2 separate regions of the Anser cygnoides genome follow, and region 2 is linked to region 1. The links are chromatin contacts, called in public Hi-C maps. All regions are on one chromosome and are shown on one strand. The core of a region is the stretch at or near the end of the contact, and the rest is flanking DNA. Distances in the headings are between cores, read along the strand shown. Region 1 has its middle 30 kb from the start of HIF1AN. Region 2 holds the start of PAX2 (paired box 2).

Region 1 (3,120 bases), core at 51-2,550:
ACACAGGTGGTATTCACAGTGTGATGCCTGCACTGGTCTTGGTGGTAGCTTGTGTAAGGCCAGCTTTAGACCCAGGGCAGTCCAGGATTCAAGTATAGCAAGGTGGGAAGGAGTCCTTCCCTGACAAGATTTTGCCTCAGAGGAAGACCCGAAAAAAAGTTCAGCTGGAGGTCCTGGTGAAAAGGGTGTCTGCAGGCCCACCCGCACAGTGCTCCAGTTGCACCCAAACAGTGAATTCATCTGGCAGAAGTTCTGGGGAAAGTGAAAAAAAATACATACATGGAGACAGAAACTAGCCCCACCAACCGCTCGCACCGTTTGACATTAAAAAGTGCTGACAGCAGGGCGGGAGGAGAGGAATGGAAGAAGGGCCACTTTCATCTCATGACAGTCTCCTGCCAGCCCCAGCCACCGCGTCTCCCTCTCGGCCCCCCCTCCCAGCCCCTTGCTTTCCTAGGCATTTTATTAAAAAGGGTCACAGCCCGCATTAGGGTCCCTCCCACAGCCCCGGCCAAAGGAAAACACCCGCCTGTCCCTGTGACCCCCACCAGCCCAGACCTCCGGCTCCATCGCTGCTTCCTCCCCTCGAGAAGCACCATCTCCATCCCACCCTCCAAGTTTCACAGCGAAACATCAAGGCAAAGGGCTCCACGCAGGGGGAAGGTCTCCCCCCCATTTCTTTTTCTCTTACATTAATTATCTCATTTAGTTGAAAGAAAAGTCCAAAAATGAAGCTTTCCCTTGGCAATTTATGATGCTGGCGCAGTAATTTATGGCTCAATACAACTTTATTTTGCTCGTTCTTTACACACACACACACATACACACACACAGAGATACACTTAAGGAGACACTAACCTGAATTTATCACACTAAGTACCTGCCTGCTGTAAGTAAAGAGCTAAACATAATTTACAAGGCAGGACAGGGAGGGGCTCGCATGTGGGGGGAAACATTTAGAAGAGTTAATGTTTGAAAGTCAGTCTTTGAAGGTAGGAGGCTCCTCTGGATAGAAAAAGAAAACCTAACTAATTAAAACTGATGTATCAGTTTCAGAAGAAGAATGCGCTGGTAATGAAACTGCTTGGGCAAAAACAACAGGCAGCAGAGTTAGCCACCGCGGCTGAGACACCCTCCGGGGAGAAGGTCCCAATTCCAGCCTCAAACCAATGGGGTCTGCGATTTAACTTCCTGGGGCAGTAGCCAAAACCTCCCGTCAAAGTGGCTGGTCCCATGTGGGACGCATGACAGGGGGCAGAAGCAAATGTGGGTCATCTGTAGGACCTGAGTCATGGCCATGGCATGCTAACAATGTGACCCACTGCAGTTCCCATCAGAGGACGAGGGAGGGAACTAGCTGTGGATGTGTGCTGGTCGCTTCAGGAGCAACTAGGCACAGCAGATGGTCAAAGGAGAGAATATACCTGCCCCAAAACGCTGACCAACAGGGCAGGCAACAGCAGGGAAAGAGCAGAGGCCACTTGCTTGGGTGATTCAGCGGCTCTGTAGTATGGCTGGTACTCTGGCATTAAGGTGTTTGCTGGGCATCACAAATCAAGTGCAAGAGGTTTTCAAGCACACCTGTCTTGACAGTGTGTGCATATGTGAATTGATGGGTGCCCGACTATAAGTAAAGGTCCACCTTGCCCAGATCCTTACTCCAGCTGAAACCTTCCATGTTGCCACACTCACATCTTTCCAGGCTGTGCCACCTCCAAGAGATACAGGAAAGGGAGATCAAATGGAAACATCCTGGCTTCATCTCTGCGTTTTCCCCTAGAGCCTCACCCAGCCAGCCCCCTTCTCCAAAGCTCCATGACTCTAATGTCCAGGTGAGAGGTCCTTCCACACGCTGCATCCAGAAAGATGAAGGCAATAAATACTGAACAAGAAAGTATGCTGAGACAAGAAATGTGCAAAACATCTCAACTGCTAGCTGCTTTTCTTTTGTGCACCTGAACTTCCTAACTTCACAAGGCATCTCTATCTTCCAGCTAGGAAACTGAGCCGTCCAGTGACTCGGACCTGGGTCACGTAGCAAGCAAATGCCATTAAATTGATGTCAGCTGAGTGCTAGGTGAGCCCCCTGCAGCCAGACAATTCTTCCGCTCCGGGGGACCAGCAGTCTATTTGATGGGGCACTGACTTTAACCCCATCCCACTGTCTTTGTACAGGACCAAGTGCACAGATTCCTCTGTATCACAGACTTCTTTTGCCTTTACACACCCAAAGAACCAAAACCTACCAGGATAGGAGGTAAGTATGGGTTTGAAGGAAGGAAGCAAAAAATGACCTTTTGTTAAAAAAAAATAAATAAATAAAGAATTGTTGTTAAAGTGATTAGAGAAATGCTCATTACCCAAACGCAGATTCATTCAAAATGTGTCTTTCTGAAAAACGGTCAAGCTGACAGTGTCCCTTTAAAGCAATGTGGCTCTGCTTTGGGCAAAAGTACACAAGACAATAGCCTGCGCTTGTCAATCTACCCAGCAAATTTCTCGAGCTCAACAACAAAACCCCCAGAAGGTGATCTGTATGTAAACATAAAACACCCGCTCAGTTTGGTAGGAAAGGTGTTATTTTTCTTACTGCTTTCTCCGTAGACATCAGCTTGTTCACAAATCTTACAGCAACCCGCAGCTGTGGCATTAAACAGGTGAGGAGAATAAGGTTTTTTCTTATTGATTTAGGGATGGTTTCATTTGTAAGCAAAAGGGCAGCTGTCAATAGACAGCGTGATCTAGGGCACCAACCTAGAGAAATGGTAAGCACGTGAGCACTCCAGAGCAAGCCGGGGACTCAGGGCTGTTGAATTGGGGCCAGCAGCCTAAACCAGGCTTTCTTTCACATTGCATCATAACTCTATTGTGTGAATGAGAGGGAACAACTATTAAATAGGAGGATAGAGGGGGGAGAAGAAGAAAACATGTCTGTTTCTTGTCTGGTAATGTTAACAATGTATTTATTAAAATGAAACAAGACTAATCTTCATTCTTCTGTGCTTCTCAGGTAGCCCTGTCTACATTGTCTGTTTTGTTTAGGTTTCACAGTCTTCATCGCAGAGGTTATCTGTATTTTGTGTCTTGCAGAAAACTGGATGCTTTTATGTCATAGCAATA
Region 2 (3,171 bases), core at 426-2,925, 210 kb before region 1:
TTCGATTATGAAAATACACGCTCGCACATGTGTGTGTGTGTGTGTACGGCCACACACCCACGCACACGGCGCGTTGCCTGTTAACATTTACCGAGGTGCCGCGCAGACATTTGTCTGGGGGGCTTCTATCGATCGGGGAGAGATTTGGTTTCCTGAAGGGCGGCTGCTTTTATTCGCCTCCCGTCCGCCTCTGTCCGTTTGTGCACCCGCAGCACTCCCTGGTCGGGGACCGTCTCGCCCCGCAATGACAAAAGGCGGAGGAGCTGCGAGCCCCGGCTCCAGATGTACGCCGGAGCCTTTCTTCCCGAGCCTCCCCTCCAAGCGCACGGTTCGCGGGCAGGGCAGCGGCACGGCTCTGTGCTGACAGTCGGCGACCCTTGCATTTCCAGCCTCCATTTGCCTTTCCGTCCCCCCCCCCCCCCCCCCCCCCAAGAATCCCTAAATTAAAAGCTCCGTTTCCACACGCCATTCCGGAGAGCCAGACCGCCTGATTGTGCTTTTAGCGCGCCGGGAGCGCGGGGGACAGGCAGCCTTCCCCCCCCCCGGCGGGGCTTGTTTGAAGCTTTGTTTGCAAATCATAAAATCCAAGACGGGCGGGGGGCCGGGGACCCGTCTGTCGGTTTGGGGGGCGCCAGGACCCCCGCCCCGCCTGGGGGCGATGCTGCCCCGGCCCCGCAAGGACCGGCGGAGCAGCTTCGGGACCCCGCCGAGCAAAGTTGCACGGAAAGAGGGAGGGGGGGGACATGGGGAAGGGGGGGGGGGGGGACAGTTGAGGCGATGGCCTCAACTTTTTGCAGTCGGGAGAAAAGTGCGGGGCCGGGAGCGCCGTGTGGGGGCTGGCCCGGTGCGGGGGGGGCAGCTCCCCCCCCCCCCGGTAAAGAAGGTGGAAAAGCAGCAGCCCCCTGACGGGGGGGACCCCGCGGGGAAGGGGGCACTACGAAGTGAGACGGCAAGTGTAGGGGAACCTGGATGGGCAGGGAGCACGGGAGCAGAGGCTGCCTCCTGCCAAAGGAGGGAGTTGGGGGTGACGGTCTCATCCCTCCCTGCTGAATATTCAGCGCCCCCCCCCCGCCCCTTACCTGCTCTCCCTGAGCTCTGAGCCATGGCTCCCCTGCCTAATGGCCCGTCTCCCCGGGACGCTGCAAGCCAGGAGATCCGCCGCGGCCTTTTCTTCGCTTCTCTCCTCCCCGCTTGGGTGTCTTGCTTTCCCCCGCTGACTTTCGAGATCTAGGCGCAACCACCCAAAACTAAACGGTTTAGATAACAACACACACACACACACACACGCACACCAGAGCACCACCACCACCACTACCAAAAAAAAAAATAGCCAGCCACAGAGAAAGACCCGCCGCTCTACTGAGCCGGGACAGGCTAAAAGGAGGGGAAAATAAATAACAATCAAAGCAAACGCAGCGCTGCTGCTTATAAAAGTGGCGGGGGGACTCACCTGCTCCAGTGCGGCAGGGCTGTACAGCCGGGAGGAACGGGGACCGGGGGGGTCCGCGCGGGGGGGCAGCGCCCGGCCCCTGGTTCCGATCCCCCGTGCCCCCCTCCCACAAAGCGGCTACCTGTGGGGGAGCCTTGTTGCGGCAGCACATTAATTTGTTGTCTTATTACCATAAAAATGTGCTCGGAGAGGGGCTGGCGGGGACAGGGGACAGGAGACGAGGCAGGACAGGGGAGGAACTTCCTGGGACTTGGGCAGGAGGCGGCGGGCTCGCCGCGGGGGCCGGGCGGCTCCGGGGGGGCCGGGAGGCTCCGGGGGGGTCGGGCGGCTACGGGGGGGGGGGCCCGGGCAGCTCCCCAAGGGGGGGCCGGGGCCGGGGCCCCTCCGCTCGCTGGTGCTGCGGCGGGCGACACTCGGGGGCTGCCCCGGCGAGCGCCCGGCGCGGGGCTCCGGGAGGGCGGCCGCCGTCCGTCCGTCCGTCCGTCCGTCCGTCCGCTCGGCCGCCCCGCGCTCCGCCGCCGCGTTTCGGTGCAGGCTTCTCGGTTGGGAAGAGAGAATAAAGGAAAGCGCACACGGCAGAGAAAATAAGAAAAATTCCCCGTGCTAAAGACATCACCGAGCGGATATTTTTCTTTCTCTCTTTCTCCCCCCCTCTTCCATCTCCCCATTGATTGAAAGTCTCGCTCAGCTCCAACAAGGAGTCCCAGGAAAAATGAACCATTCTGCTATCGATTCTTCATTAAAATTACATTTCTGCATTTGCTAAATTGGTTTTAAAAAGCTTCCCCTGTTATTATTGTCTTGTCAGAGCCGGCGGTGCTGGGCAAACAGTATTTAAAAGCTTGGGACCTCTCCAAGATGAGGCTGCTGGGGGGTTTGTGTGTGCGCGCGTGTGTTTCTTTTTCTAAAGTGCTTAGGAAAATGTGTACAACGCGGGCTGGCGAGGAGCACGCCACAGACAAGTGGATCAGTGTTAAAATAAAGAAGGTGCGGGGAGCGCTTTCCTTCATAACACTTAAACCCCATCGACTGTCGCTTCGAGCAAAGAAAAAAAAAGTTCCATTTTCAATACTAAAACGGGGCGCCGAAAGCCGACGACGGCGGCAGCGGGTATTTTTCTGCCACGCCGTCCCCAGCCCGGCTGGGCAGCAGGCGCCGGGGCTGCCCTGAGCGCATCCTCGCCCCGCTGCTGCTGCTGCTCTGAGCCGTGCTGCTGCCGCCGGGAGAGCTTTAAATAAGTCCGGCTAACCCCCACGCACACCGGAGTGCTCGACCTGGCCCCAAGGAGCCCCACGGAATCCCCCCCCCCCCCCCCAAACTGCTGTGGGAAAAACCCAGGAGGGACTCTGGGAGATTTACTCTGAATTCTGCAAATTCTCTCTCGAAAGAGCAGGGAAGCAGAAATGTCTTCCTGATGTGTTTATCCCCTAATCAGTTCATTAGTTATAAACAACATGACATTAGAAGTTAGGAGGCAGTTGATATTAATTTTTATTTAACTAGTTGATGTTTAATCCGTCACGCCAGGCTGCTTAGAGAGAGCTGCCTGACACAAACCAGTTAGAACTTCATACACGGCGATGATTGTCCGGGCACCGGGACAAACAGCCGGCGGGGGGGCGGCCGGGGGCAGGGGGGGCGAGGGGGGGCGAGGGGGAGAGGGGCGAGCCCGGGAGGGAGAGGAAAGCGGGACAGAAGGCTGGGAGGTGCCCCTCCCGGGA

Evidence for each region. A called contact is a pair of places that touch in the nucleus more often than the background predicts.
Region 2: a Hi-C map of granulosa cells shows a contact between it and region 1, with 1.6 times the contacts expected there. The contact joins the promoter of PAX2 here to the enhancer-like site in region 1. A contact is called at or near these places in 2 of 7 Hi-C or Micro-C datasets (granulosa cells and liver).

The regions. Positions count from the first base shown.
Region 1 is chr7:20,201,796-20,204,915 of Taihu_goose_T2T_genome, reverse strand. No RefSeq gene overlaps it. Among named protein-coding and RNA genes, the nearest start is that of HIF1AN, 30 kb to the right of the region's middle. Within about 2 kb of position 1,300, at least 1 of the 3 cell types and tissues checked has open chromatin away from gene starts, as enhancers often do.
Region 2 is chr7:20,409,945-20,413,115 of Taihu_goose_T2T_genome, reverse strand. PAX2 (paired box 2) reads right to left here and starts at 1,675. Exons shown (of 12, transcript XM_067000447.1): 1 at 1,451-1,675; 2 at 1,080-1,227. The coding sequence starts at 1,104. The region is part of intron 4 of LOC136791237 (a long non-coding RNA gene); the gene reads left to right.